Linked DNA regions of Sus scrofa: regions 1, 2 and 3 are each linked to region 4. Evidence: chromatin contacts called from public HiChIP or PLAC-seq data. All regions are on one chromosome and are shown on one strand. The core of a region is the stretch at or near the end of the contact, and the rest is flanking DNA. Distances in the headings are between cores, read along the strand shown. Region 1 overlaps LOC110260247 (a long non-coding RNA gene). Region 2 has its middle 64 kb from the start of ANKRD46. Region 3 overlaps LOC110260247 (a long non-coding RNA gene). Region 4 overlaps RNF19A (ring finger protein 19A, RBR E3 ubiquitin protein ligase).

Region 1 (5,116 bases), core at 1,537-4,036, 160 kb after region 4:
GAACCTGTGAGGATGTGGGTTCGATCCCTGGCCTTGCTCAGCGGGTTAAGGTGCCGGCATTGCCGTGAGCAGCTGGGTAGGTCGCAGATGTGCCTTGGATCCGGCATTCCTGAGGCTGTGCCGCAGGCTGCCAGCTGCAGCTCCAGTTTGACTCCTGGTCCGGGAACATCCATATGCCACAGGTGCAGCAGTAAAAACACAAACAAAACTTAAAAAAAAAAAAAAAAAAAAGAAAGAAAGAAAAGAAAAAAAGAATGTGGATGCTGAGAGTGGTCCTAGAGACAGTTAAGGGGGATGGTGTTAGGGATCGAGTCCCTCCACTGGCCTCTTCCAGGGCCAGCATCTCCCCACTGAGGGTAATTCAAGGGCCGCTGCTCCGACAGGGCTGACGGTCAAGATATTCAATACCTGGGACTCCAGACTGGTGTGTCTGCTCTGTTTGAACAATTTCCCCTTGACCCACTGACGTTCGCCCTTAACCTTTGCATAAGCAGTCACACTTGAGAAGTGAGAAATGAGGCAAGCAGAACCCTGGCACCTACAGACACCAGAGGTCATTGAACACAGAGGCCGGAGAGGGGTGTGGAGGTATCACCGTGCTTTGTCGTGCCGTGCCTCCCCGGTTCCGCCTCCCTGTCACAGTCCATGTCGTGTGTCCCTCTAAGGGAGCTGCTGGGAGTCCCGGGCCCACGCCTTGGTTTGGCTGTTCTTGCCCTGCAGGGAGGCCCTGCCCCAGCGCCGATTCCTGAATGTCTCTGCCCCTCGCCTGGCATCAGGTGATTCTCTCCCCTCCCTAGTTTAGCCCTTGCACAGCCAAAATGCACCATCAGATTTGATAAACGCCTTCATATCAGTTACGGATTCCCCAGACCCTCGAGGTCACATTGCACAAATAAAAATCCATCTCACTCTTCAAAAATAAACTGAGAACTTAAAGAAACAAAAAGAAAACCAAGCCAGGAACCGTGCTATGTGTGCCTAAAGTGTAACTGTTGCATAGCTCTGTAGTTGCCCGCTCACCATGAAACGGCAGAGGGTGGAAAGCACTGACCTGTGATGATGGTGTGTTGAGTGTGGCTGACTTGGCATGAGGCTTGGGGAGCAGAGGGGTCATATCACCAAACACTGGCTCAGGGCCGAGGGGCAACTAGGTGACTCCTCTCAGCTGCATTTTACTCGGGTATCAGGGATGCAAAGACTGAAAAAGATCAGGGAACAAGGTTAGAATGTCAAATAACAAGGCAAAAATATTTCACATATTTGCTGTGTAACCTGAATATTCCCAGACACGAGCCTGCGGCTACCCCAGAAGCTGCCGTAACATTAGAATTTGAGGAGTTCCCGTTGTAGCTCATGAGGTTAAGAACTTGACATAGTATCAGTGAGGATGTGGGTTCAATCTCTGGCCTTATTCAATGGGTTAAAGATCTGGCATTACCGTGGCTGTGGTGCAGGCCAGCAGCTGCAGCTCTGAGTCAACCCCTGGCCGGCGAACTTCACATCCCACAGGTGTGGCCATGTTTAAAAAAAAAAAAAAATGAATTTGAACATTACTAGGCTCAGAGAAAGGGCCAGGAGGTGAGAGGGTCTTGGTGATGTTGAGCCAGTCTTCCAAGTTTGTACTACTGCTGGAGCCTTAGTGGCTCTTAATGTCAGACTATACTGAAGAACCAGTACTGAGGGAGTTCCCATTGTGACTCAGTAGTAACGAACCTGACTAGCATCCATGAGGACATGGGTTCAATCCCTGGCCTTACTCAGTGGGGTTAAGGATCTGGTATTGCTGTGAGCTGTGGTGTAGGTCACAGATATGGCTCAGCTCCTGCGTTGCTGTGGCTGTGGTATAGGCCGGCAGTTGAAGCTCTGATTTGACCCCTAGCCTGGGAACTTCCATATGGCTTGGGTGCGGTCCCCCCAAAACAAACAAACAAAAAAACCCCTAAAACAACCCAATACTGAGAAAGAGCTCACCTAAGAGGACCTAATGGGGCTACTCAAGATGCTGGTGTTATCACACCCATCCCAGTGGCCCCTCCTCCTCCCCCTCTAGTTTTAACAGGCACAAGGCATTGTTCCTGGAGCACCTCCTTCCCTGGCTGCCTCTACCCCTTCTCTCCTGGCTTGGGCAGCCTTTCTCTGAAGCACTGTCCACGTCCGTGGGACAAGGAGGTGTGTGTGGCAGTGGCGAGGGGAGATGCATAGGGGGGCTTCCAGAGTAAGTCAGGAGCAGCCCTTGATGGGGACCCACCGGTGTTCACTACCACGGCCCCTCCCAACTCCCACCACCCCCGTCACCCGTTAGAAACTCTTTAGGGCTAAAAGGAAAAAAAAAAAAAAAAAAGCAAAAACCAAAGCCCTCACTATATTTCAAGTATAAGTATTTCCTGGGTTAAGGGTTAAGTCTAGCAACGATTTTTCATACTGTTCTCTCATTTGCTTTCATCACATCCTAGCCGAGCACAGTGGGGGGAGCCAGGAAGTGGCTGAAGGAGAGACCGGGGAGGAGGAGGAGGAGGAGGAGGGATTGCACAGGAGGGCAGGGGAGCCCGGGGCTGGGGAATGACTGCACCGACGACACGTGACTTAAACCATCTCTGGCCTGTCTCCATTCACGATGAATTCTGGAAAAAGATCTCGACTCACAGGGCCTCTACCTGATGACAAACTATCTGCAAATAGTGTTTTTCTCTGGTTTGAGATTTGGTCCCAGCTTTTGTCACCAGTTTGGTTTCAGTTTCTGGCCCATGGTTGTCTCCTTTCTCTCCGCAGCCTATATTGCCAGGGCAATGCAATCTCCGATTCTTGCGAAGCTTTCCAGCCACTGGCCACAGGGCGCCCCGCCCGCATCAAGGGCTTTCCTTGCCACGGGTCCCTTGCCTGGTGCTTCCTGGCCAGGGCGGCTGCACCCCTCAGAGATAACAGGTTAAGGAGAGCTCTCTGCACACTTCAACCCAGTGTTGTCCCTCCGCTGTGAGACCAGAGGTCACATGGCCCCTCTTTCTCCTCTTTGAGCATCTCTCCCAGACAAGAAGCCGCATGACAACCCCAGTAATGAGCACCGTTGGTCAACTTTTGGGTTATGTCAAGAAGAAGAGGAGAGAATTTAGGTCCTACAAGTCCAGAGTCAATGGCTTGAAATCCACCCTGGACACTTCTGTTCTGCCAAGTTTATTGCCAGGGCTTCCTTCCCTTCTCCCCAACCTACCCCCTCACCCCCAATCCAAGCAGCTCAGTCTTCTCCCTGCTCCCATTTTATAATGGTTCATCAACCCGCAGGGCAGTGTGCCAGAAGACAGAAGTCCTGCCTGTTCTCTCTCAGATCCAGCAGGCAGGAGTGGTTGGTCAAAAGCATAGGTCTGCACCCTGACTGCCTGCATCAAGTCCTAGCTCAGATACTTTGTAAAGGTGAGAATTTAGGCAACCTGCTTAACATCTCTGTTTCCTATCTGTGAAATGAGCATGATTTATCTACACAGAGCATTGCTATGAGAATCAAGTGGGATACTAGGTAAAACTTAGACCCTGGCACGTTGTAAGTGCCATACTAGGTAAAATAGTTTTTCCTTTAAGGATTAATTCTTGAGAGGTAGCTTATCAACCACTATTATCCCTCTGGGATCAGACCTCAACCTTAAGCACATTCCTTCCTTCTAGGGATGGTCAGTGCTCTCAACTAGAGAGTTTACGATGAATGAAATAGTCATCGAAATACCTTTAAGCCAATCCTCATTCATTCAGGCTTAGAGAACTTCTCTCTGCAACAACTCGTTTTTCAGCTTACTGACCTCCATCAGTTAGTGGCTGCCCTGAAGCGCTTCACCATGCATTAAATGATTCATTCCAGTTTCTCCACATGGTTTCCCCGTGTCTTTTTAGCCCACCCCTAAATCAGCTTGAACAAGGGCCCGGGTTCCTGGCTCTCACTGTGTTCCCTCCTGTCAAATGATTATGGCATCAGCACATCACAAAAGCACAATGGACAATTTTAGAAGAATCTACAGGAACATAGAGGTAATACAAGCCACAATAAATTGTGAAGCCGAATTTTTCTAAAGATAGCTCTCCTGATGCCTCCAAGCCCAGCTACAACTGTAGGGTTTCATCGGGCTTTTATGTTCCCATGGTAACCAATGTACGTGCAAAGCTTATAAACATATATTACGAGAGCCTGTCAGTGGAAAACATGCAGCACCAAGAGTGAGAAGAGCCAGGTCTAACCTCAGCTCTGCATTTCATCAGCTGGGTGGTCTGGGAAGCTACTTATAAGGATCTGAGCCCGGGTTTCAGACTCCGTCAGTGTTCCTCAAAGTATGTGCCTCAGGTCACCTACCTCCAAATCAATGGTTATGCTTTCGTAAAGTGCATATTCTTCAGCCCCTTCCTGAACTAGTGAATCTGAATCTCTGGGGATAGGGGCCAAGAACCGCATTGGTAACAAGATCTCCATATGATTCTTAAACACACTGAAATCTGAGACTCATGGGGCTCTATGGCGCCCCTCTAACATGTTATAGTTCTTTGCTTATTCCTGCAGGTCAGAATTTGATTGCTTTGGACTCACAGTGTCTTTGCAAAACTCCCTGCACAACACCAGGAAGAATCTGCTCTTCAGAATACACTTTCCTTACCATGTGTTTACCCAGAACTTCCTCTGTGTCAAGCACTAGTCTTAGGATCCAGCATTCAAAAGAGATAAAAACATCTGTCCTCATGCAGCTTACATTTCAGCGTGTGGGAGCAGAGACAATAAACTGTTAGTAAATATAAAAACAGGGGAATTATATAGCATGTGAGAAGATGATAAATGTGGTTGGAAAAGAATAGAGCCAGGTAGGATGGTCAGTGACCAGTGGTGGCCAGCCCCTTGCCTCAAGGAGGGATCAGCTTGGTGGTATAATCTGTGCTCCCTGAGCTCTCTCTCAGGGAGGTCACATCCCTGCTAGCCCCCCTCTCCCCACCCTATCCTGCTCCCCTCCCTCCCCTCATCCAGGGACATTCTCTATAAATCACTTGCACAAGAATCCCCACCTCATGGTCTATTCTAGGGAACCCAGCCTAGGGCAGGCTCCCAACCCCAGTGCGGTTCTGGAGACCAGGAGAACCAAGCAAACTTGTT
Region 2 (5,318 bases), core at 1,930-4,429, 250 kb after region 4:
GGAACTGCAGCTGCTGGCCTAACCCCACAGCCACAGCAATGCGGGATACGAGCAGCATCTGCAACCTACACCACCGCTCATGGCAACACCGGATCCTTAACCCACTGGTTAAGGGATCGAACTTGAATCCCCATGGATACTAGTCAGGTTCATTACCGCTGAGCCACAATGGGAACTCCCCTCGGGTTGAGCGCTTGGACTTAAGGACCAGGAATATGAGAGGTCCCAAACCACCCTTCCAGCTGAGGTTGTCTGCATCCCGTCCCACCCTGCCTTCCAGCTCTCCTTCTCATCACTGCTCACCTAAGAGCATCGTGATGTTTCCTGCCGCCTGGGCTTTGCTGTTCCTTTCGCCACAGATGTCTTTCCACCACCCTTCACCTGGCCAACTGCTTATGCTCCTCAGCTCAGCCTCCTGACCCCTTGAGGCCAGCTGAGTGCCCTTCTCTACTCCCAGGGAGCCTGCCTCCCTCCTCCACCCTCGATCCTGGCTCTTTCTCAGGCTACATAGTATTTGTTTACTTTGTGTGCATCTGTCCATCAGTGGCCAGCTCCTGCAGGGCAGGAACCATGTTTGGTGCATTGTCGCATCCTTGGAATCATCCCAACACTCAATAAACATGAAAGTGAATTGAAAGCTCCAATCCCCCAGAGCCTGCCCTCTGACCTCTAACCAACTGGAGGAAAGTTAAAAGAGGGAAAGAAACCTTCGCTCACGTTTCCCCCTTTCAGCTTATGTGAAATCGGGGGATTCCAGGGGCTTCAGGCATGAAGCTGTAGGTCAAAACTGTCCCCCCTTGGAAACCTGGCCCCTAAGGAAAACGTAGGCTTCTGAAAAACCAGAGGTGCATGAATCAGTGTTCAGCGAATGATTCTTAAACCCAAAGTTGGGACTCGTCTCTATCTGGGCTTCTCATGCTTGACTCGGCTGATGTATAGCCTGACTAGCAAATGCGTTTTAGCCCCAGGTGAGTTCCACATGCTGAGATCCGAGCATTGGCATCACCTGGCAGCTGCTTAGACCTACAAATTCCTGGAACCCCCCTGAGTTCTACCGAATCAGAATCTCTAGGGTGCAACCCTGGCAGCAGTATAAACTCCAGGTGACAAAGACCAGGTTCCTGGAAACAATAAAAGAATGGTAAATTCTAGTAACAGCGCCCACCTAAACTCTGGATTTACATTGCGATTTCCTTACTTTCCAATCTCACGGCAACTGAAGGGAAGCCACCGAAGGCAGACTTCAGAGAGAAATGCTAATGAGATACCTGTCTGATGATGACGATAATGGCAGCAGCATCTGTGCCCCCTGGGCCTCTAACTATGTGTGTGTGTGTGTGGGGGGGGGACTTTTGTAAAGAAATAAACCCAAAGGCGGGAGTTCCTGTTGTGGTGCAGTGGAAATGAATCCAACTAGTATTCAGGAGGATGTGGGTTCCATCCCTGACCTTGTTCAGTAGGTCGGGGGTCCAGCATTGCTGTGAGCTGGGGTGGAGGTGGCAGACATGGCTCAGATCTGGCATGGCTGTGGCTGTGGTGTAGGCCAGCAGCTGAAGCTCCATTTTTTTTTTTTTTTTTTTTTTTTTTTGTCTTTTTGCCATTTCTTGGGCCACTCCCGAGGCATATGGAGGTTCCCAGGCTAGGGGGTCGAATTGGAGCTGTAGCCACCGGCCTATGCCAGAGCCACAGCAACACAGAATCAGAGCCCTGTCTGCAACCTATACCACAGCTCACAACAATGCCAGATCCTTAACCCACTGAGCAAGGCCAGGGATGGAACCCGCAACCTCATGGTTCCTAGTCGGATTTGTTAACCACTGCGCCACGACAGGAACTCCTGTAGCTCCAATTTGATCCCTAGTCTGGGAACCTCCATATGCCATGTAAAAAGAAACAAACAAACAAAAAAACAAACAAAAAAAAAGAAGTAGAAAAAAGAAATAAAATGCCCCACAGTAACTGGATTATGAGGAAGGCTCCCCCTCTTCTCTAATTAAAAAGATACATTTTGTATTATTTGTATAATAGAAAGATACATATATTCAATTAAACATATGTTATTTCACACTGTAGGGGTCAAAAGGGGATATGGCTGGGATGGTTCAGGAACCTCATGGCACCTTAGAAAACCAGAGCATTTCTCAGTGTTGAAGGGCAGGGGTAGGGCAAGCATGGAGGCGGAAGGGCCATTGGGGTGTCATTGGAACAATTTTAGTGCAAGCGACAAAAACCAAACTCCAAAGGGACCGCACCAAAATAGGCAGGAGAGAGGAAAATAATGGTGAGGAGGTGGGGCTGGGAAGGAGGGAAGGGGGAGGCAGGGAGGGAGGGAGGGAGAAAGGAAAGAAGGGAGGGAAGGAGAGAGAGGAGGAGAGGAGCTGGCAAAGACCAGCGGGAGCCGGAGCCCCGAGGCTGCTTTCAGGACTCTGTCTCCCCCAAGCCTCCATCAGCTCCACTTTCAGGCAGGCTCGAGTCTAGCGGCACCTGCCAAAGTGGCCTCTGAGCGGCCCAGCCTGGCTTATGTGTCCATCCCTGGGGCCTACAGAAGCAGAGAAGCAGAGAGGGTTGAAGTGTGTGACCCCAAGAAAAGCCCAACATGCTGCTGTCAGAAGGAGGAGAAGGAGACAGAGACAGGAAGAGCCTTAGGTAACAGCTCCAGTCAATCTGGTTCCGGGTGCTTTGGAGACTGGCTCTTAGGTGTGCCCCGGGCATATTTCAGACCTGGGCCAGGAGTTTGGATAAGACCTAGAGTGGCTGCCCTCAGAGGCCTGGGGGCGGTGGGGGAGGGCGGGGGAGGGGGGAAGATTCTTACTCACCGAGGTTCACACTGCGTGCACTGTTCTCCAAAGGAAGTGGGAATTTCCATGTGGTAAGTTCCCTTCCCTGTACAGTGAATTACTATCTTGATGAGAAACCCGTGGGCCGCTGCTTGAGAAGAAAGGTATTCTCTGAATGAGAGGGAACTTAGCACCTTGCTTTCAATGGTGACAGTGCTGGGGTCACCTCGGGGGGTGGACGGATTCATCTACAAATACATACATCTGTGCAGACACCATACTGCTGGCCTCTGCAAAACACATGCTGGGAGAACACTTCTGCTGTTCACGATGTGTTGCTTTGGCCACAACCACTCTCTCCACCACCCCCACACCCTGTGGGCTCGGGCATGTGGGCCTGGAGTTCCCCAGTTGGAACCAGACAAGAGATGAGCAGGGATTGCAGAGGTGGGGCTGGGGATGTGAGGGTGGTGAGCTGGCTGGTAGCGGCCAAGGTCCCTTCCAGGACCTCCTTTGGGCCTCTGTCTCCTAGGCTGTCTCATTCACCACTGAGTTTCTAACCTGAGCCTCCAAGGTCATGCCTCTCTCATTCTCTGCCCCAAGGTGCTCAGATTTCCTTTTCCCTGAGCCCCCAGCCAGAGCCATTGAGCAATTCACCTGTGGGTGTTCTATCCTAAAACTTATAATGCCAGTTGAATCAAGAAAATCCACATGTGGCCCTAAAAAGCAAAAAAAAAAAAAAAAAAAAAAAAAAAGGAATTCAGCTGTAATGAATCTGACTAGTATCCATGAGGATGTGGGTTCACTCTCTGGCCTCACTCAGTGGGTTAAGGATCTGGCATTGCCATGAGCTGCGGTGTAGGTCACAGATGTGGCTCAGATCCCAAGTTGCTGTGGCTGTGGTGTAGGATGGCAGCTGCAGCTCCGATTTGACCCCACCCTGAGAACTTGCATATACCACTTGTGTGGCCCTAAAAGCAAAAAGCAAAAAAAGAAAATCGAGAGCTCTGTCCTCCCAAGGAGGGGACAGAAGCACAGGAGACCCACAGTTCTGGATTCTGATTTGGAGCCAAGGGGCTCCATCTGCTGCTTCCCTAGAATCCTTCCCGACAATGACGAGCCTCCACGATCCCTGCCAGGGGCTCCAGCTGCTCCAGCGTTCCATGACAGCTCTCCGGCTCTTTCCTACCCCAGGGAAAACACGGCTCTTCCCCAGCCCTGGAAGTCCCTGCCCACCCTGGGCTCCCATGGGCTGAGGAGGTGGGAAGGGTGAGTGCGGAGCTTGGGAGCGAGACCACGCTCCCACTAGCTCCAAGAGGTTCTGCTGGGTGACCAGACCTGCTTCTGTGGCGTTCTTAGCCAGCGTGGGGCTATCTGAGAAAACTGCTCTGCCCTCAACAGATCATCAGATCCCTATTAGAGCCTAAGGGAACTACGTTATGGGTAAAAGTGACATTTTTATGGGAAAAGGTGGAGACTAATAGTAAAAAAAAAAAAAAAAAAAGTAAAAAAAAACCCCAACTTGTTATTTCCCCATTTTGTATAAAGAAACCTTTCCCTATAAATGATCCAGCAATTTAATAAATACTAATTGATAATTATTAAATGAATAAAGAAGAGGGAAAAATCTCTTCTATGGAATAATTCTAAATAGGATGTAGATATTCCGTCCTCCAGGAGATGGAGCTTAAGTCCCCTTTCTTTGAGGGTGGGCTGCATTTAGTGACTGGTTTCCAAAGAGTATATGAAAGGGGAAAAATAGCAACTTTATAGGAAAGAAACCTGGTGGACACCATCTTTATCAAGTCAGGAAAGTAACATTGCCAGTGGTAAGCCACACTGCTACCATGATCTAATGAAAACGGCAATTCAGCTCTGGGGTGTTCTACCCTAAAACTTATACTCCCAGTTGAATCAAAAGAAAACCTCAGGAGTTCCCGTCGTGGCGCAGTGGTTAACGAATCCGACTAGGAACCATGAGGTTGCGGGTTCGGTCCCTGCCCTTGCTCAGTGGGTTAACGATCCGGTGTTGCCGTGAGCTGTGGTGTAGGCTGCAGACGCGGCTCGGATCCCGCGTTGCTGTGGCTCTGGTGTAGGCCGGTGGCTACAGCTCCAATTGGACCCCTAGCCTGGGAACCTCCATATGCCGCAGGAGCGGCCCAAGAAATAGCAACAACAACAACAACAACAACAAAAAAGACAAAAAAAAAAAAAAAAAAAAAAAAAAAAAAAAGAAAACCTCAGGAGTTCCTGTCGTGGCTCAGTGGTTAATGAATCCAACTAGAAACCATGGGGTTGTGGGTTTGATCCCTGGCCTTGCTCAGTGGGTTAAGGATCTGGCATTGCCGTGAGCTGTGGTGTAGGTCGCAGACGCGGCTCAGATCTGGCGTGGCTGTGGCGTAGGCTGGCGGCGATAGCTCTGATTGGACTCCTAGCCTGGGAACCTCCATATGCTGCAGGTGTGGCCCTAAAAAGACAAAAGACAAAAGACAAAAAAAAAAAGGAAAAAACAAAGAAAAGAAAACCTCAAAGTTTCCACTG
Region 3 (4,879 bases), core at 57-2,556, 130 kb after region 4:
TACTTTCATGAACATTCAGTTTATTAAAGCTGAATATTTTATTTTACCTTTTTAAGGTCTTTAAACTTAACCTATAAATCTAACTTACAAATTCTATTTGTATATATAGTGATTTTTATGTAAAAATGAGGGCAATTGCTTCTTTCTTGTTTGATTAGTGTTAACTTACAAATTTAAAAAGATTAAATTTCCGTAATTAACTACCTTTACACATGTAATTAGATTACATTTCCTAAAATATTTTTCAACCACCCTTTCATATTTAATATACCTGATTTTCTGAAACATTTCTGATGCCTGATGGGGCAATACTTACAAAACCCAGCAAGTAAATTTTTCTCCATCTCAGTTAACTTTTACGAATTGAATAAAACTTACTTGTACCTTTCATAAATTGGGTTCTCTTAAACATTCAAAGTCTAGTTATGAACATATTCAATTATTTTACAAGTTTCAAATGAAGATCATAAATCTAGTGCCAATTTATCTTTTCAGAATAAAATCAAAAGGCTAATTTGTTAGGGTCTCTTAAACAGTTCGAACCCCTTAAATAACAAATACAAACTGATGATCACAATGGTTACAAAACTTACTCCTTAAAACTTGATGAGGAAGTAATGATACTACCAGTTTGACTGGCTTCACCATCTGCATACTTTTTTTCAACATCTTTTCTGTGGAAGTAAAATCACCGTAGCCAAGGGAAGCAGGAAGGCATTTTGGGCAGGCTGGAGTTACTCAGAACTGCCATAAAGATTATCAGTAAATTGTGCAAGACTAGGATTTTTTTCCCCCAGAATGATTCTAGCTGAGCAACAGGTTACAACACTGAACTTCTTTATATAGTTGGATCGGTTCTGCCTATTGTGTCACCAGAGGGAGAGTGTGCCATGCGTCCCAGAGCGTCTTTCAAATTTCACCCTTATCCTATTTTTATCAAAGCCTCTTTCACTTTTTAACACATGGTTTGGGCAGATAGAAGTCCGCGGTCCCCCTTGGGGTGTAGCCTATCTTTTCACCAAGTGATTAGATGTAATTGAATTTTCCATCCCTCTTCAGGTTATAGAACTCTCTCTGCAACTTTTACTTCATTATCTGTTTCACTGTGGCAGAGACTGGCTGGGGCCTCACCTCACCTGTTTCCTCTTTATCCCGGGCATGGAGCTAGACTTCATTTCACAGCTTCTCCTGCAGTTAAGTACAGTCAGGGGGCTGACTTTTGGCCAATGAAACATGAGTAGCTTGGCCCATAAAACCTCCCCAGGCTCCATCATTGAGTATCTTTCCTCTTCTCCAGGCTTCATGCTGAGCAGCAGGGCAATTGTGGAAGCTGCATATTAAAGATGGTGAAGCCATGAGTCACAAAGGGTCTGGATTGGGCAAGAGCTATGTATTAATGAGGAGCATCCATTGGGGGACTTGACCCGAGTGAAAAATAAATTTCGATCATGATGTTAAAACAATTATGTTTTTGGAACTGTTTGTTATCTTAATTAAAATGCCCACTAGCCTTCATTTTTGGTCACTGAAGTGAAAATCCTTAAAGTTGGTGACAGCAATGAATAAATTTCATATACTATTAGTTAGCACTGCCTATCCAAGTCAGTGGGAAACATGAAGGGGAGGCATTGTGTACATGGTTGGCCAGTCATTCTTGCCCTTTGCGTGAAAATCTGACCTAACTAACTCATTTTTTTTTTTCAAATAGGAACTCATGCTACGACACTTGTGCACCATTTTAGATAATTTTTTAAAGCACTCAACATGACAAAAACCACCCACTGACAAATCAGCTACAATATTTGTGAGATAAAAATAAACCTATTGCTCAGTTATAAAGATTCTCAGTTCTATGGTCAGACAAAAATTTCCCCAAGGCCCCAATAAACAGGAAACTATGTGATACAATGGACAATATGCTTGACAGACAAAACAATATGTCAGCTACCCAGACTCTCTTAAACAGACCAGAGGCACGTATTCAAGGCATTAGTTTGAAAATGATTAAAAATAGAGATTTCTTTTTTCTTCTAAAAAATAAAAATTTCTTTAAAAATTTAAAAGTATACCACTATAACAAAGATCAACAATACGGCTCCCCCCTTTTTTTATTTTATTTTATTTTTAACTCTGGTTACTTCACACTTTGCTTTTGGCATTTGAGGTTGCTAAAGGTTATGGGTTTCTGAAAGTATTGTCTTTATGCTTAAAGAGGCCTGTAGGCAAACAGCTTTATGCTTCCAGACCAGTCACAGTTTCTCTTTCTTATTCTCCTACACCAACTGGTTCTGCCCTGTGTGGGTTGCAACTGCCCCAGGAAACATTTTTATCTAAATGGAGCAATACATATTTAGATTTTGAAAATGAAACTATTCATGAATGTATTTCTTTCAAATGGTTTTGTAATTCTTCTCCCATTCCTTCCCTCCCCCTACAAATTAAAACTTAAATCTCTATTTCTATGAGAAGAAACTCTGGGGGCAATTAAAAAAATAAAAAAAAAAAACTTTAGTACTGAAATCCACAAGGGAGAGAAAAAGAGGGAAATAGTGGATAATGGAAGAAGTGTTAGAGCAAATACATAATAAATCAGAGGATGGATATATAAAGAAGTTCTTTCCATAAATTGTATCAATGGTCAGTGCATTCAAGTAGCAAGAACCTGACCAAAAATGACTTCAACACTTTGGGTTTACATTTCTCTAAACACATCAGTGGTAGAAGTAGGCAGTTAATGATGTCAATTCATCAGCTCAATGATGAGATGCACCTTAATGTCTCTGTAGCTCTCTTGGCCTGTCCTTTTTTTTTTTTCTTTTTCTTTTTTGTCTTTTTGCCTTTTCTAGAGCCGCTTCCCGTGGCATATGGAGGTTCCCAGGCTAGGGGTCTAATCGGAGCCGTAGCCCCCGGCCTACACCAGAGCCACAGCAACTCGGGATCTGAGCCGCGTCTGCAACCTATACCACAGCTCACAGCAATGTCGGATCCTTAACCCATTGAGCAAGGCCAGGGATCGAACCCCGCAACCTCATGGTTCCTAGTTGGATTCGTTAACCACTGCGCCATGTCGGGAACTCCTCTTGGCCTGTCCTTATCATAACAAGATAATGGCCCCAAAAGGCAGCCTAGCTCCAGGCATTACACCACTTTCAAGGGAGGAAGAAAAGGAGAAGTGGGTCTCAGGGACAAGATTTTCTTCTTTTATCAGAAAAGCGAAAACTTTCTCCAAGTAACTGTGCCACATGGCCTTTCCTAGCTGCACAGGCTGAGAAAGGGAACGTGTCACGACTGGATATGCACAAGAGGAGATGAAAGGGCCCACTGGTGGGTTGGCCAAGCAACAGGTGCCATAAGAATGGATGAGTTGTAGAACGCAGGCCTTCTTGATCTTCTCACAATGAATTCCTAAAGACAAAAATTCCACATGACAGGCTTTTCTCCGTCCATGCTCATGCAAGACACATGAGTAGGACTTCAGGTTTTAGAGAAAAATGATGCTGAGCTTCCCCACTGTGTCCTGCCATCAAGCTGTGACTACCCTCTAGCTCATCTCTTTTCTCCCTATCTCCAACATGCACATACTCATAATTAAATCCTACCTCAACTCCCTAAGAAAACACACCAAATTATCCATGAACTTGCTGAGGAAAAACTTCCTGGTTTCTGAAACAGTTGACCTAGTCCAAGGAAAATTTTTGAAAATCAGCTAGCAAAGGCATTTCTAGAAAGTACAAGCATAAAAAGTAAATCACAAAATCCCCAAATTCTGATAGCCCAATATAACTTGTTAAAAGAGATTTAAACTTTAAAAAACAATCTTCCCCTCTTATACTGTGATAGATAATAAATCCACCTCAATAATGGTCCTATTTCTTTCCTGGTTACAGTCTTTACATTTGGGGGATATTCTATATTATCATACGAGGAAAGTACGGCAACTTCCTGCTAAAAATGAGCGATGGCAGCCCATCCTCCCCACCTCACTCAACTCCTAACTCACCCCAAGCTCTGAAACAAAGCAGTGAATTATATTTAGCGGTAGCTTAAACAGGTCTGGTTTACCTCTGATTCCAAGCTATGTATTCAGCAGGATATGCTGCTAGGTGAAGTGTGCTTGAGAAGAATGGGCTCAGTAATCCTGGGCTATGTTCGGTTATAATTAGCCCATTATCTAGCAAAATTTCTCCTCTATGATAGCTTCTTATATTTAAGCAAATTAAATAATTGCAGGGCAAATTATTAATTACAGGGCAGCATTTCCCCAATTGCACCTCTGCATTATATTACTGCTAAGGACTGGACAAGGTGGTCATAATATCCTGGCTGAGTTTGAAAGCATGCTTCCTGCTATGGGGCCTCTGCAGCTGAACAGAAGAAAGAGAGCCTGTACAAAGAGGAAGAAAATTAAGTCCATGTGGCAAGTTGCATGCAATGAAATTGCCTCCTAGAAAAGGGCTGCGTGTTCCCCAAGTCAAATACGCCTAAGTTCTACCTTCAGGAAAAAATCTTCAGGGAGAAAGACTCTTACTTTTCTTTCAGTCTAGAATCCACTTTAGAAAGCCCATAAATATAGCTATCAGAAGGAATGAAGCACTAATCCATGCTACCATTATGAGCAAACCTTGAAAACTTTATGCTAAGTGACAGGAGCCAGACACAAAAGGTCACATATCGTATGATTCCATTTACATGAAATGTCCAGAAGAGGCAAGTCCATGGAGACAGAAAGTGGATTAGTGGTTGCCAGGGCCTGGAGGAAATAGAGAATGAGGAGTAATTGCTAATAGGCACTGGGTTTCTTTTTGGCGTGATGGAAACGCTCTGGAATTTGAATGTGGTGGTAGCTGTACAACATAGGGAAGACACTAAAAACCACTGA
Region 4 (4,813 bases), core at 110-2,609:
TTACTAATAGCAGTAATCTGAGGGAAAAAAGCTTTAAAGTCAGAAATAATTCAGGAACTGGCTAATTATTCTTTGCCTGAGGACAAATATGTTATTTATCTATTATTTTTTATAGACCTGACTTTACAAGGACATACCTATGAGAAAAATGTTAGGTACATATCCTTTAATATTTTATATGTAAAGTTGATTTATAATGCAAATTTTTACTGACATTTTCAGATTCCCATCATTTTATTTAATTTTTAATTTTAATTTTTTTTATTTCCCCAATACATTATTTTCTTTCCTACTGTACAGCATGGTGACCCAGTTGTATACATTCTTTTTTCTCACATTATCATGCTTCATCATAAGTGACTAGACATAGTTCCCAGTGCTACACAGCAGGATCTCATAATATTCTGATCATTTTAAAGCAAATCTACTTTTTAGGCATACATATAAGCTTGCCAAACACTGGAAAGTTATTATCTTAAAAAAATAATTGTTTAATATTTAAGATACTAAAGATGACCTTTGTCTTTCAAAACAAACAAACAAAAATAGAAGCAAAGCAAAACCATCAATGCTAAATCTGAAGGTTTAAAGTAAGATAATAAATTAACAAGGAAGTGAGCATTTTACCTTACGGCCCACATACACAGGAATGCCAATAATCATTGCAGGGATAGCAATGCCAGCTATTAAAGCAATTCCTACAGGAGCACCAACAAGTGTTCCCAGCTGCCACAATATTTTCTTTTTTCGGCTCCAGGGTTTCTTCCCCCAAAAAGTACATCCTGATGGACTAAGGAAAAAAAATTATAATGTAAAGTAAAAGCTGCAAAACATCACAATAACAATTTACTACCATACATTCAGCAGTGACCATAACAGAATTCTCAAACTTGAGAACGAATTTTTTCCTCCCTTTCTTTGAATTCTAAGTTCATTAAAAGCCAAAGGGAAAAAAAATAAGGTAAGAAACATCACAAATTATATTAAAAGCATACTGATAAACGGGACTCAGGTTAAATATTTATTCATATTCCTCCACTGGCTTCAAAGCTTTAGGTTATTTTAAGGGTAAATTAATGCAAAATATGCTTATTTTATCCCTGTTTTAGGCAGAGAATTATAAACTCCCTCTGTGGCCTAAATGAATACATTTATATGTGGGAAAAATCAATGAAAATATTTATGACCTAGCATAATTACATGGGGTTTTAAATGCTAGCATTCTAGTTTAACAAAAAACAAAGCCAAATAAAAACAGAAATTTCTTATTTCCTCTTTTTTTTTGGCCACACCCCTGGCATGCACTGAATCCAAGTCACAGCAGTGACCCAAGCCTTAGCAGTGACAATGCTGGTTCCTTAACCAGCTAAGCTACCAGGGAACTCCTCTATTTCCTATTTTTGACTGTTTATTAATCCCAAATGACTAGCACAATAATTGGGTTCATGTTAAATTTATATTACCAAAATAAAACAGATTCCTTTAAGTATCTTATAGATTCCAAGTTTAAAAATACTTTGGATAATGCTTTTTCCAAAAAAAGTCCTTTTCATCCTACAATACAGAATTACAGTTAGGTACAAATAGCCCCTTATATAAGCTTACCTTAGATAATGCAAATCTGAGATTTCTTTCATACACAACCAACAAAACTCACAACCACAGACAGCACATGTCATGTGATTACAGCTCCCATCATTCATCTTTATTATATAAGCAGCACATCGTGGACATGGCTTTATATCATCGGCTATTAAGAAAACAGACATGTTTAATATGTAAAACTGGTCTACAAATAACAATTTCTAGTAGATAACTGCAGCGCTGCCAAAAAAACTTAACACATACAGTGTGTTAATGAATAGCTTTACCCTGCTATTTTTAGTATATAAAGCACCTCCTTTTGAGGAAAGGAACATTTTTTACATTAAAATTTCAAATTGTAAACATTTTTTCAAACAGTAGCAGGACAATGAGAACAAAAAATAACAAAATAATAATATGAGAAATAAGGGTGTTTCTGCTGTGGCCCAGTGGGTCAAAAATCTGACTATAGTCAGCTTAGGTTTCTGTTGAGGTGTTAGTTCGATTCCTGGCCCAGCGCAGTGGGTTAAAAGGATCTGGTGTTTCCACAGCTGTGGCTTGGGTAGCACCTGCAGCTTGGATTCAGACCCTGGCTGGGAACTTCCATATGCTGCGATGCAGCCAAAAATTAAAAAAAATAAAATTTAAAACAAGAGAGAAACGAGAACCAAGGACAGCTCGAGGCAAACTGTGCACAATATAAAGTTTGTCTCTGTTCCTACCCTACAACTGTCTTCAAAGAGCAGCACTTCATGCTCTAGAACTTTTCTAACCATCTCCACTTAAATAAAAAGTAGCAATTCTGTGTATTATTCCTTTAACGAATGAACACTAACAGAAAGTGAAAATTCGATGGTAATCTGAAGCAGTGTGAGTTTACTTCTCTTTTCTAAGTAACATCAAATGTAAGCACTCTAAAAATAATAATACAGATATCTGTAGAACAGCAGCCTTTTTCTTGTATTTTAATTCACACAATATATAGATGGCCCTTGTAAAGAATCAGAACCCAGATAAAACAGAGGACGTAAGAGGTCAAGGAAGGGTTATATGGTTATAAACACTTAATGGGAAACAGTTTCAGAATTAAAGCAATCACTTGTTGATTATGCACATGACCATTTTTATTTAGTCATCTTTGTTCACTTCATTTATTTATTTAAATGCTTCATGTATGGTTACAATGCACAAAGGTGCCAAATTAAAAATCAAGTGATACATAAGAGGTATCTCAAGTTATATCACTATTTTTAACTTTGGCATATATTTAAATAGCAGCCAGTAATTATTTACTGTTATTAGTAGCTGCAGACAGTTATGATATGTATACTGCTAGTCACTGAATTTAAGCATTTGTTCCAATTTCTTACATGATAAGCATTAAGCTATACTTTATTTTTTCTTTCTATAAGTTTTATGGTCAAACTTTAGCGGTGCTTTATCAGTGATTTCAGGTTTCCTTATCATCACTTCATTTAGGGCCTGTTTTTTTTTTAACTTAAGTACTGGTGAATGCTCACAATTAGTGTTTTAATGATTCAAACAATTTCAAGCAAACTGAAAACACTATGCTGCCAGACTGAAACAAATGATAATTATTAGAATGTAAAAATTCAAACTATCCATTAAGTCATGACATAATCCAAAATATAAACATGTTTTGATACAAGAACCAAATCTGCATTAAAATTCTTTTTTAACACTGGGGCACAAATGGAAAAAAAGTTGGCTTTCATAGAGAATATCTAGTACATCAAAATAAAGAAATGGTGATATTATCTGCCTAAGTGGAATACTAATTAACTTCCTCATCCCAGAGTATTCTCAAATAGTAAATATCCCAATTAGAGATGAGAGTAGAGAGAGTCAGGCTTTGGCTCTGATGCATGCAATCTTCAGAACAAACTGAAAGATGACTGTCCCGTTCATTTTCATGGTTTTAAAAATTAAAAAAAGAGACAGGATTAAGATGGCGGAATAGGAGGACTGGTGCTCAACTTCTCTCCTAAAAACAACAAAATTCACAACAAAAGACTGAGCATTCTTCACCCAAATGGACCAGAAACCTTAAAAAAGATATCCTACTCCAGAAGAAAAAGAGGAGGACACATCAAGAGGTAGGAGGGGCGATTTTGTGATATAAACAACCCCATACCTCCTGGGTGGGAAGCTCCACACACTGGAAACTAACTGGTTCACAGGGACTCACCTACAGGAGTCAGAGTTCTGAGCCCCACAACAAACTCTTACGTGTGGGGATCTGGCATGGGGAGAAAGAGCCCCTGGAGCATCTGGCATTGAAGGCCAGTGGGACTTGTGTGCAGGAGCTCCATGGGACTGGGGGAAACAGAGGCCCCATTCTTAAAAGGCACACACAGACTTTCACGTGCACTGAGTCCCAGGACAAAGCAAAGCCTCCATGGGAATCTGGTCAAACCTGACCGCAGTTCTTGGAGGACATCCTGGGAAAACAGGGGTGAACGTGGCTTGTTGTGAGGAAAGGACATTGAAAGCAAAGCTCTCGGGAATATTCAGCAGCTTGCCTTTCTCTGGAGGTGACCATTTTGGGAAAATCTGGCCTCACCCTTCAGTCAGCTGCTGAGAAGCCCTAGGGCAAACAACAATCCAGGTGGGATCACAGCCCCACCCCTCAGTAAACAGGCTACCTAAAGACCCCTCAGGAACACAGCTGCCTCTAATCCCATCCAGAGACTAAGCCCCACCCACCAGAGGGATTAGAATCGGCTCCACCTACCAGTGCGCAGGCATCAGCCCCTCCCGTCAGGAAGCCTATAGCAAGCCCCCCATACCAACTTCAGCCACAGGGGGACAGACATCAGAAGTAAGAGAGGACTTAAAAGAGACACATGCACCCGCATGTTCAGTGCAGCACTATTCACAATAGTCAGGATATGGAAACAACCCAAATGTCCATCGACAGATGATTGGATTCGGAAAATGTGGTATATATACACAATGGAATACTACTCAGCCATAAAAAAGAATGACATAATGTCATTTGCAGCAACATGGATGGAACTAGAGAATCTCATACTGAGTGAAATGAGCCAGAAAGACAAAGACAAATACCATATGATATCACTTATAACTGGAATCTAATATCCAGCACAAATGAAAATCATGGTCTTGGAGAAAAGACTTGTGGCTGCCTGATGGGAGGGGGAGGGAGTGGGAGGGATCGGGAGCTTGGGCTTATCAGACACAACTT

What was found. HiChIP or PLAC-seq counts read pairs in DNA pulled down with a chosen protein or histone mark.
Region 1: an H3K27ac HiChIP or PLAC-seq map of alveolar macrophages shows a contact between it and region 4. The contact joins two enhancer-like sites. A contact is called at or near these places in 2 of 47 Hi-C or Micro-C datasets (embryonic fibroblasts and heart right ventricle) and 1 of 2 datasets of contacts at active chromatin or transcription factors (alveolar macrophages).
Region 2: a contact with region 4 is called in an H3K27ac HiChIP or PLAC-seq map of alveolar macrophages. The contact joins two enhancer-like sites. A contact is called at or near these places in 3 of 47 Hi-C or Micro-C datasets (embryonic fibroblasts and heart right ventricle) and 1 of 2 datasets of contacts at active chromatin or transcription factors (alveolar macrophages).
Region 3: an H3K27ac HiChIP or PLAC-seq map of alveolar macrophages shows a contact between it and region 4. The contact joins two enhancer-like sites. A contact is called at or near these places in 2 of 47 Hi-C or Micro-C datasets (heart right ventricle and skeletal muscle) and 1 of 2 datasets of contacts at active chromatin or transcription factors (alveolar macrophages).

The regions. Positions count from the first base shown.
Region 1 is chr4:36,552,786-36,557,901 of Sscrofa11.1, reverse strand. LOC110260247 (a long non-coding RNA gene) reads right to left here. Exons shown (of 4, transcript XR_002343183.1): 2 at 1,052-1,198. Among named protein-coding and RNA genes, the nearest start is that of RNF19A, 130 kb to the left of the region's middle. Within about 2 kb of position 2,786, at least 3 of the 83 cell types and tissues checked have an H3K27ac peak or open chromatin away from gene starts, as enhancers often do. A contact at or near this core is called in alveolar macrophages, where this site is marked.
Region 2 is chr4:36,461,987-36,467,304 of Sscrofa11.1, reverse strand. No RefSeq gene overlaps it. Among named protein-coding and RNA genes, the nearest start is that of ANKRD46, 64 kb to the right of the region's middle. Within about 2 kb of position 3,179, at least 8 of the 83 cell types and tissues checked have an H3K27ac peak or open chromatin away from gene starts, as enhancers often do. A contact at or near this core is called in alveolar macrophages, where this site is marked.
Region 3 is chr4:36,578,633-36,583,511 of Sscrofa11.1, reverse strand. All of the region lies in intron 2 of LOC110260247 (a long non-coding RNA gene), which reads right to left. Among named protein-coding and RNA genes, the nearest start is that of RNF19A, 110 kb to the left of the region's middle. Within about 2 kb of position 1,306, at least 12 of the 83 cell types and tissues checked have an H3K27ac peak or open chromatin away from gene starts, as enhancers often do. A contact at or near this core is called in alveolar macrophages, where this site is marked.
Region 4 is chr4:36,707,892-36,712,704 of Sscrofa11.1, reverse strand. RNF19A (ring finger protein 19A, RBR E3 ubiquitin protein ligase) reads right to left here. Exons shown (of 9, transcript NM_001038006.1): 3 at 1,606-1,750; 4 at 628-790. Among named protein-coding and RNA genes, the nearest start is that of RNF19A, 20 kb to the right of the region's middle. Within about 2 kb of position 1,359, at least 1 of the 83 cell types and tissues checked has an H3K27ac peak or open chromatin away from gene starts, as enhancers often do. A contact at or near this core is called in alveolar macrophages, where this site is marked.